Linked DNA regions of Zea mays: region 2 is linked to region 1. The links are chromatin contacts, called in public Hi-C maps. All regions are on one chromosome and are shown on one strand. The core of a region is the stretch at or near the end of the contact, and the rest is flanking DNA. Distances in the headings are between cores, read along the strand shown. Region 1 holds the start of LOC103649927 (chaperone protein dnaJ 20, chloroplastic). Region 2 holds the start of LOC100194257.

Region 1 (5,461 bases), core at 2,123-4,622:
TCACTTTTTATTTGTTGTTGTCAGCTTCTCATTGTTTTCTTATGTACTCTGATAATCTGCAGCTCAACTTTTCGTAACAATCCTAGGTTACCGTTCTTTCTCTAAAATCTTGAGAATGTGACGCCGTTGAAAAAAACAGCTGAAGGATATCATATTTTGTGCACGCTCATACTGACAATTTGATGTTGAATGAGCTAGGCTGCAGCAGAGGCCAAGCCTGCAACAATGTCGATCGCAAAGAGGGCCATACCTGAGGCTACATCAATCGAAGAGGCCAACCAAATCGTCCGCGGCAACTGGCTGAATGTAATTGAGGAGCATCATCTGAAGTACTTGGGGAGCTCTCAGGTAAATGACATCCTGGACATTGGCTGCTCTGTTGGAGTAAGCACCAGATACCTCGTCGAGAAGTTCCCATCAGCTCAAGCTGTTGTAAGCCCCAAAATCTCCTTCTGTGCATGGATCATTCACAAGCAACCAATGTTCACCAAAAGAGTAAACTGTAGTAGTGTTTCTGAATGATGCAGGGGCTCGACCTATCACCGTACTTTCTTGCTGTGGAGGCACAAAAGGAAGAAAAACTGTCACGGCCAAAGCCTATTCGCTGGGTTCATGCCAATGGTGAAGCGACCGGGCTGTCTTCAGATTCATTTGACCTTGTCTCCCTTGCTTATGTGGTAAATTTCTACCAGATTCAAAATATTCTTCTTTATTACATGGATTTAAAATCTGTAGTAGCGGTTACCACAAATTTATGGCTATATTCGAGATTCTATGGAGTACCATAATTCTAAAAAAAACCTGCAGTGCCATGAGTGCCCAGCACGAGCGATAACCCGATTGGTGAAGGAAGCATTCAGGGTCCTTCGCCCAGGAGGAACAATCGCCTTAACAGACAATTCGGTAGGAGTTTCTTTTGTCTCGCTTTTCATAGAGTACAAGTGTGCAAACTTGTTCAAGAATCGACTGTAACGTACAAAACTCCATTTTTCATTATAAAATCCTTTGCAGCCGAAGTAAAGTACTTGAGGTAAGCTTCAGTAGCCATCAGCAGCACCATGTTTCAACGACACACCTTAGATGGTGACATTTATTTCCATGTATTTCAGGAACTATCCCCAGTTTTGTTCACTCTGATGAAGAGTACCGAGCCTTTTCCTGGACGAGTACTACATGCTGGATTTGGAGGAGACGATGAGAAAAGTGGGGCTTTGTTAACGTTTGCTCCGTCCTGACAGACCCCAGGTACAGAACAATCACTGCAACTGTGCCTTACTAATTGGGTCAGACCATCAAATCCCAAGCCCGGCCGGTGTACAACAATTGATTATTTGAAATTTTGTATCCTTACTAGGATGGTTGCACTTGTATAAAGTAGAGCAATCTGAGTGAAACAACAAATCAAAGTACACCAATTTACCTTCCACGCATGGACATTATGAAGTCCAACACTAGGACTGTTATGATCAGATGATTCAGGGAACCAATCTAAAAAAATTCATGTGATACTGTAGCCAGGAATCACTTTCATGAACCTTAATTAACTCTAAAATATTTATCAGCTGGTACCCAACCAATCAGCATTGTTGTATAAATCGAAAATAAAACATACGAGACTTATCTCAAATTGCACAAGAGCTGGTGCTGCCAAGCGTATATGTGATTTTGGGTTAATAATTCTCAGAAGGCTGGAACAGAGGTCTTAAGTAAATATTGTGCAATGGAATTTAGCTGATCGAATCAATCGTGTCATCGTGGTTACCCATGAGGCCATGACATAACAATTCTGATAGTAATATGTTTTTCTTCAACTCAACTATGAGTTAGCTACTTCGATGTCACCTTTAGTTTGTTGTTGGAGCATCTCCAACAACCTTCAAAACTGGTTTATCAAAGCATGCCCTTAGAATAGGTTGACTTAATGGTTCATGAAGTATTGTATTTGGTGAATAGCTGATTGATAGATATCTTATTAATGCATTGTTTTTAACACGTGCAGTTTTGTGGCTTAGTTTTTCAACGAATCTCTTCTCTATGATCAGCATGTTGTATTTGAAGAGCAATTTGGCAGTGGGAGATTGTTGGCCTACATTTCTGCTCGTCCTGGGCAGTGTGGCCGAGCTGATGGGTAAGGACTACTGGACCATTTCACCTCGCTTCAGTAGCTTAAATTTCCTGGCAGTTGCTGGGCATTTCTTTTTATTGTCCAGCTACATCCTCGAGGCTAACTACAGTGGCATTTCCTTTTATTGGCCAGCTACATCCTTGAGGGTAAAGAGCTCGAGTTCTACATGAAGAAGCTCCAGAGGTAAATGTGGACGAGACAACTAACTCTTCCTTATTCTTTTTTTATTAATTATTAATTGATGCATGTTTGTATCTGGTATCACCCGCAGAAAGTAGAGTTAATTATTGGCATTAAATCTTTGATCAAAGCTTGAAAAGGTAAATGTGGACGAGACAACTAACTCTCATGCACATGAAGGAGCTGATGAGTGCCTAATGTTTCTCGGGGTAACTGTTTCATGTTTTTTCAATTCTATGTCTGGACGCCGAGGACCGGGGACGCCGAGGACCGGGGAGACGACGAGGTTTCGGGGCTGCGTGTGGCGGCCGAGGCGTGGGCGACATTTCGGAGGCAGTGAGGCTTGTGTGAGGGGGCGAGAAGGAGGGAGGCAGAATTACGGTGCACAGATGGTCTACGTTAGAGTCTTGTAGAGTAGTAGAGATTATCGTAATATTATATATTCTCGTTAAAACAGTTGTACATAAGTTATTGTAGTATTATATATTTCCGTTGCAACGCACGGGCACTCACCTAGTTTTACATGAATATGAATACTACGCTTACACCATGTGAAACAATAATTTTCACGCGACAAGATTTGATCAGAAAATATCGTCGTATCTTTTACATGGTCTACGCTGCTGTTGTGGTACCACGTCTGTTTCGTACAAAATTGAACTTACTATATAGGCCCTATGTTCAAAAATAGTACTTATTTTGTCTTAAAATAGTATTTGTTTTATAGTGTTAATAGATACTTTCTCTGTTTTTTTATTTGTCGCTGATTAGTTTGTGTTAGGATTTTAATAGATTTATATAATATTATATAAACACTAGGTGTCTATATTCAATTTCATCCGTTTGAATATGAACAAAAACAAAAGCCTAAACCAAATAGCATATTAGGATAGAGAGTACCCGTTTTAACTCTTAATTTTTATGTTCATATTTAAATAAATGATAATAAATCTAAACACATTCTTTTTTAATAATGGATAACTATATCGGGGATGGAGCCAAAATCTAGACACGTGTATATGAATCCATTATTTTTTAAAGCAAAATTAATTTAGAACAGTATTATATATATAATATTTATTGGCGGTTGGCGCTTAAGATCTGCGGAAAGCAAACCGCACTGAGAAACCAAACCAGCAAGCGAAGCCCAGCAAGAAAACCACATGCCCCACCTCGCCGCCACTCCCCCCACTTCCTCCGCCGCCGCCGTCCCCGCCGCGGGCCGCATCGCGTTCCGGCGCCCGTGGAACACGCCACAGCCGGAAGCGCTGCGCCTGCGCCTCCGCCTGCGCGCGCGGGGCGTCCGGCGTGAGGACGGCGGCGGCGTGCGCACGGAGGAGCAGGAGCAGACAGCACCGCGGACGTTCTACGACCTGCTCGGGATCTCAGCGGATGGGAGCCCCGATGATGTTCGGGCGTCCTACAGGCGGCTGGCGCTAAAGTACCACCCAGACGTGTCCCCTCCGGGCGCCGCGGCCGAGAACACGCGCCGCTTCATCGAGGTGCAGGAGGCCTACGAGACGCTCTCCGACCCAAGCCGCCGCGCCAGCTACGACCGTGCACTCGCCCGCGGCGTCTGCCGCCTCGCCTTCTCCGGGCGCCGTTCCCAATCCCACCACGCCTACTACCATTACCAGGTTTGGATCACTGCTCTCCTCACTTGTTACTTGGGTACTTGGTGCTTTTCATGGCGTTGGCGCTTGGTTGCATTGCGTTGTGTTTGGTTCCAATCCGATTGGTAGAGGTGCAATCTTCTAGTCAGGATTACGATTGGTTGTTGGGTTCATGCTGTGATCTTTAACTTCTATTGTTTATAGATTGTCAATGGAAAAACATGTGCTAAATTCTTCCTAATTATACGTGAAGCGAATTTGCTGAACTTAGTGTCCCAGTCTGGAATTTGTTGGTATTCTAATGGAGGCAAGAGGGCGTTTGCAGACTTCAGATCATTGATCTGTAACTGAGGGGATCCATCAGTTCTTCTGGGCTGTACGATCTGGCTCCTTTAAGTACTTAATCTGTCATTTGAAGAAATCTAGTTGTTTCAGCTACAGTCCTTGATAGGAGTTCAAACATATGCATCATGAGTGAACTGCAACCTTTACAAAACAGTTGTTAACGACCAACTACGACGGCTACGGAGGAGATGAGAGAACAGCTCGGGAAGGAAGAAGATAGGAGGGTTTCTGTATTTCTTATTTCTTGACGTTCACAGAGATAACCATAGTCTAAATATCTCCCTTGCTCTCTCCTTACACGGACCATATGTCCGACGGGTATCGCCCACTGGGCTTGGACACACGACGGCCCAGAACAATGTCCTTGCAGCTCCTTCTGTCCTCCATCCTTGCCCGCGCCCTTCTGGTGTTCTCCCATGTAGTCTTCTTTGTTGGTGACAACAGTGGATCTGGATGCCCACCCCCCCCCCCCCCCCCCCCCCCCCCCCCAAGCAACTCCAAGAGACTTTACACATCTTTCTAGGGATTGGAGATTTTGATGAATAATGTCCTCCGACAGCTTGTTTATCTGGTTATCCAAATATAGCCATCTTTTATTTTGGATTTCTCACTAGTCAAAGATAGAACAAGAATGACTCTAGAGTGCACATGATATATAGAAAAACTGTTGGAGAGTGGAAAGATATAGAAAATGATTTATATGCAAATGACACTCCAAATGATGATTTAGAGAGTTGGTTTTAGAATGACTCTTTGAGATGCTCTAATTAATGTGTTCGCCGAAGCATGGCTTTCGAAAAAATACAGGGATAAGGCTTGCCTCGCTTATTCCGTCTCCCGACTCCATTCTTGTGGGAGCCATCAGCATAGGTCTCTCGTTTTTTTTTGTTGTTTTGGATTTTTACGAAGATCTCTTATGGTTTGTGACTCAGCTGTGGATATTGGGTGTTCAAAGCTGCCTTTTAACTTTACAGTGCTTTGAAGATTGATGAACTTACTAATACATACAAAAAAATTTAGATTCGAGCCAGGAGCGGCTGAAATTTACCGTTTCGTTTCGTGACATACGATAAATCAATGGATATAAGTTTCGCGTTGATGTGATGTACTTGCGAATAGGGAACGGCTAGGAATTTTCTGTGGTCGAAGAGCTTCACAAAAATAGGTCACGGATAACGAGTGAAATAGCAACTTGCAG
Region 2 (5,484 bases), core at 910-3,409, 280 kb before region 1:
CTGTTGTTTACTCTAAACGAACTCATCGGCTGGTATTGCCTAGATGAACAATCAAAACAAGAATTATTATTTGCTTACCTACTGTCTGAATGCATTGATTACTCATCATATTGGATTTGTTTCAATTAGGCTGTTTTGGCTCATGAGCTGGGTCACCTCAAGTGCGATCATGGTGTTTGGCTCACTTTTGCCAATATACTCACAATGGGAGCATACACTGTCCCTGGTAGACCATCTGACTACTTAAAATCTCATTAGAAGGGTCGGCTATGTACCTAAATACACTTTATTTGGACTACATCTCATGGTAAGTACATGCACTTTCTTCAGGTTTTGGCATGGTTGCTGGCTTCCTGGAAGAGCAGCTATACAGATGGCTACGAGCTGCAGAGCTGACTTGTGACAGGGCAGCTCTTCTTGTGGTGCAAGATCCGAAGGTACCTTTACTACCTTAAATCTGAAACTACCTCAGTTTTAAAATACAAGATTGATTTGTATTGAACATAAGATCTAGCAGTATAAATAGCGCTATTTTTGTCTTTGCTTTTGCTCTGGAAGTGGATTTTTTGCATGGTCTGGCCACAAATTATATATGACTCCAAGAAAAAGTAGAGGTTTGTGTAGTTTTCAATTCATCTTCCTAGTAACAATCTTTAGTTCATAGAAAGAGCAGCTGTTCTCCAATTTTGAAGAATTGGAGCTGCAGCTTGTAGTTTTAACATATAATGGATACATGCTTACTCTACAAGTTGGTATCATCACTTAATACTAAACTCCTGATTGTCGTGAGGTGGTCATCTCTGTTCTTGGCTGTCTGAAAATAGGAACACCTTGTTGTGTGTTGTAATGCTTATCCTACAAATCTGTCATCACTTGATACTTATTCTTGATTGTCAAGAGGTAGTCATCTCTGTTCTGATGAAATTGGCCGGAGGATGCCCATCTCTTGCCGACAAGCTAAATGTGGATGCCTTCCTGGAGCAAGCTCGTTCGTACGACAAGGCTGCATCGAACCCAGTTGGGTGGTACATCCGGTCAGAACTGTTATCACTTGAACCATGATTCACGATATTATTGTTGTGGAAATGCATATGTGTTTGTGTTGTATGACATTTCTTTCTCAATCTCTTTACATGTTGCAGGAATGCACAAACCAGAGAGCTTTCACACCCTTTGCCTGTGATGCGAGCCAGAGAGATCGATGAGTGGTCAAGAAGCCAGGAGTACAAGACCGTAATGCAAAAAATGTTTCAGATGGGGCTGAACAGAGTATAGTTAGTGGCGACACATACGAAGAGGTCTGTACATGGAATCCATCATGTTTCTTTGCAAGGATTTAGCTTTAGATCATGACTGTCCTTTCCTGTATATCTGATCATGAGTTTGTGATTTTCTCCTGGGTGGCTGGGCACCGTTTTTTTTCCAGGACTGTAGAGTCTGTAGCTTGTGTATGGAAGGGAATGTCTGTATATGGAGAAGGCTGGTGTTTCTGGAAAAAAAACAGATACAAACATAGACATATTGTATATATTTGCAGTTGAATTTAGTCTCCTTGTATATGATATATTTTTTTCTTTTTTGTTACTGTGTAATACTGTAACTAGAATGAATAAAAGTTTGTTTGAGTTTGCCGGATAACTGGAAAGATCGGCATGGTTAGCCTTTCCAAAGTCCCGAGTCCCGTGACAATGTGATGCATAAGAGGCGAGGCTATTATGAATCAGCAAGCTACGGCTAGTATGCTTGTCTAATTGAGGCTGGCAAGAAAATCAAGATAACCTTGGCCATTTGGGTTCCAATCCTCCCAATCAAACAGATTTTGACCTCCGGTTATTCATGAACAAATGAACCTTGCTTGAATTGGCCTAATTTTTGTTGTGTATTTTGGTTCACAATTAGGGGTGACTTGGGAAATTTAAGGATCGAATTTGGATTGGAGACTATTTCTATTTATTTTTAAATTGAAATTTATTTAAGGTCCTATCTTAATGAAGAAGCATTTAGATCGCAATCCATCGTACTACTCACATTTCATTACACTCTACTCACATTTGGATGTACTTTTCGTCCTGCGCATACTAGCGAGAGGGACACACCGCACACGCGGTGGTCGTGTTGTGGTTGGCGTTGGACCAACCGAGTGACGCCCACATCTGCCCGGCGGTCCCCTCCACCCGGGATCCATGTGGACGTATGCGGATGCGGTGAGCAGGTAGCATCCACTGCACTCTGCAGAGGAGGAAGGAAGAGGACCGACAAAGATGGGGATGGCATTGCCATTGCCGCCGGCGTCACAGGTAGGTGAGGCATCTGATGATAGAGAGGGAGAGAGAGACTGGTGCCCTGACTGATTTGATTTGGCTCGATCCGACTCCGATGTAGGGGTTGTTGCGTTCCAGGAGGATGAGCTTCCTCGCTTCGCCGCCGCTGTCGCTCAAGGCAGCCGGTGGAATCAGCATCCCATGCCCGTGGCGATTGGATGGCCGCCGTCCACGAGCAGCCCCAGCCAGTGTTCCTCGACTAGCATCAGTGGTGAATGCGCAGTCACTTATCCTCGATTTCCTTGCCGTCGCACTCGCACCACATATATGCCCGTAGCGCAACGCAACCGGGCGCCCAAAACAAAAAAAAGCTGCGCGCTCTGATCCGAATCGCACTCGCTGGCACGCCGCAGCGAAGCGTGGTGCTGGACATCGAGGGCACGACGAGCCCCATCTCGTTCGTGACGGACGTGCTCTTCCCCTACGCCCGCGACAACGTCCGCACGCACCTGGACGCCACCTACTCCACCCGCGAGACCAAGGACGACATCGCCCTGCTGCGCGCTCAGGTCAGCTTCCCCGTTGTGCATTGCATCGCTCGACAGCCAATGAGCAGATCGAGCTTCTTCTGAGCTTCGCGCCACGACGTCCTTGGTCGTCCTGCTGAAAGGGGCCGGCCGGCCGGAATCTTTGCCCAGGTCGAGCAGGACCTAGCCGAGGGCGTCCCCGGCGCCGTCCCGGTCCCGCCCGACGGCGCCGGCAAGGACCGCGTCGTCGACGCCCTGGTCGCCAACGTGGAGGCCATGATCGCGGCGGATAGGAAGATAACCTCGCTGAAGCAGTTGCAGGTAGGTAGCTACTCTGCCTGCTCCCTGCTGACACTATCGGCAGTCCCTTCACTTGAGTTTCAGGTTATTGAAAGGAAAAATCTGGCCACTCCATGAAGGCATTCACAACACCCTGAGATTTTTTTTTTTTGAAAACTGGCAAGAGAATTGCCTGTTATATTAAAAAGAAGGTGAGAGCCAGCGAGGGCTAAAATATACAAGTACATCATACTAGGGAATGAGACATTAAGTATGGTGACACAAATGTTCCAAAACCAACCCCTCTCCTTCCCCAAAACCTACACCAGCCTTGCTAAGTGTTTTGCTCCTCCTAGAATCCACAGGCGAATTTGCTCCTTAATCATCGCTATAGTCTGTGTCACGGTCTTCTCTTTGTGCTCAAAGATTCGCGAGTTTCTCTCACACCAAATTGTCCAAGACACGAGGATGATGAGGGTTCGCAATCCCTTCACGCTTCTCACTGCGGATGTTGCAAGATTCGACCACCATTGGTGCACCGAATCTACAGGTTGCCAAGAAGAATGGTGGATCTCCGTAATTGCAGCCCAAATACTCAAATCAGCCCAAATATGTCTGGTGAAGCAACATTCAGCAAAAAGATGTAGTCCAGATTCTGGGCATGAGGCGCATAGGACACAGCGCGGATTATGAGGCCATCCCCTTCTTGCCAACCTGTCTGCTGTCCAAACTCTATTTTGAACAGCAAGCCAACTGAAGAATTTGCACTTTGGTGGCGCCCAAGCTTTCCAAATTATACTATTAAAATTCCTGCATGTGGAGCCATAAAATTGCGCTTGGTAGGCTGACTGAGTTGTGTACTGGCCACTCATAGTAAACTTCCACTTGATAAGGTCGGGGGTATTGTGCATTAAGCGAAGCTGATTTACCTCGCACCATAATTGACAATATTCATGTATGTGCGCGGCAGAAAAATCATTGTGATTAAAATGTAGGTCCTGAATCCATCGGTTGTTTGAGAGAGCCTCATGGATGGATCTATTTTTGCCGTTAGAAATGGAGTAGGTCAAAGGGAAGGTGTCTCTAGGTGTCGTACCCCTTAGCCAGGCACTTTCCCAGAACAAAGAAGACTTACCATCCCCCACCCTGACTGAGGTTGCTGCTGCAAACAGTCTCCTGTCCAACATATTGCAAGGTATATCTTTCGTTATCCTCTGAGTATTTAACAGTTTGGCCTCCTGCCACAACCATCTGAGGCGTAAGGCCCGCGAGAAAAAACCAAGGTGCAGAATGCCTAAACCACCGTATTGTTTTGGTCTTGCTGCACAGACCCAGTTGACTTTGCATTTACCGCCGGTTAATCTCTCTGAACCAGCCCAAAGAAATTGCTTACGTTTTGAGTCAATGAAATCCAACACCCTTTGGGGCGGTTTTAGGGCTAGGAGCAGATAGGTGACCTGCGAGGTTAGCACTGCATTGACTAGCGTGAGGCGGCCAGCCGCCGAAAGGTTTTTCCCGCTCCATGTACTCAGCTTTGCAGAGACTTTGTCAATCCATGGCTGGAAGTCCACCCGTTTGAGTCTGTTCATGGACAAAGGTAGTCCAAGGTATTTAAGGGGGAAGGAAGTCCTCGAGGCCGGTAGACCAGATAGAACGTCAGAGAGGTTGAGATGATCTCTCTGAGATGATCTCTCTTCATTCGTTCTACATGAAGGGCCACATCTGGAGGACTGGGTTCGAGTGCCAAGAAATCAAGGGGGTGGTGTTCGACGACGTGCCGCCGGCTCTCGAGAGGTGGCACGCCAGCGGCATCAAGGTCCTTGCTCCACCCCTTCTCACATCTCTCTACATTGCTCATTCTGAAGCACGTTATTTTAGAATTTCGACATCAATCATGTACACTCTGATTCACTCACAAAACCCAACTCAAACTGAGTTTTAGTCGCAGACGTACATCTATTCAAGTGGCAGCAGGGAAGCCCAGAGGCTCATCTTCGGGAACACTACCTACGGCGACCTTAGAAGGCACCTGTGCGGATTTTTTGACGCAACAATTGGGTACGCTGTACATCTAGTATCACACCTTTCCGCTCACTGATGATTCGTATGCGTCACTGTGACTATGGCTGTTAATCTATCCTTTTTGGCCTGGCGCGCGTCTGCAACGAAAGGACCAAGAGAGACGCTCGCAGCTACTATGAGATCTGGCAGACGGTCGGGGTGGACCGGCCGTCTCAGATACTGTTCCTCACGGACGTGTGCCAGGAAGCCACGGCAGCACAGGCTGCAGGTGATCATCTCACCCCGCGCTTTGCCTCGCTGAAAAAGAATGCCACACCACGTCGTTAGGCAACCGTAAGATTCATGTACCAGGAGAACCATGAAATGCAAATAAAACCCAGCATGCAGATATATAA

What was found. Hi-C and Micro-C count contacts between places; a contact is called where the count stands out from the background.
Region 2: a Hi-C map of bundle sheath shows a contact between it and region 1, with 2.4 times the contacts expected there. The contact joins the promoter of LOC100194257 here to the promoter of LOC103649927 in region 1. A contact is called at or near these places in 6 of 25 Hi-C or Micro-C datasets (bundle sheath, ear, leaf and 1 more).

The regions. Positions count from the first base shown.
Region 1 is chr3:32,891,490-32,896,950 of Zm-B73-REFERENCE-NAM-5.0, reverse strand. LOC103649927 (chaperone protein dnaJ 20, chloroplastic) reads left to right here and starts at 3,372. Exons shown (of 2, transcript XM_008675612.2): 1 at 3,372-3,942. The coding sequence starts at 3,469. It also overlaps the pseudogene LOC103649928.
Region 2 is chr3:33,174,110-33,179,593 of Zm-B73-REFERENCE-NAM-5.0, reverse strand. It overlaps LOC100194257, which reads left to right and starts at 2,159. Exons shown (of 7, transcript NM_001367083.1): 1 at 2,159-2,297; 2 at 2,383-2,532; 3 at 2,675-2,830; 4 at 2,960-3,109; 5 at 5,016-5,125; 6 at 5,239-5,357. The coding sequence starts at 2,262. It overlaps LOC100191294 (putative peptidase M48 family protein), which reads left to right. Exons shown (of 9, transcript NM_001367163.1): 5 at 130-226; 6 at 331-437; 7 at 901-1,034; 8 at 1,143-1,298; 9 at 1,427-1,628. The coding sequence ends at 1,275.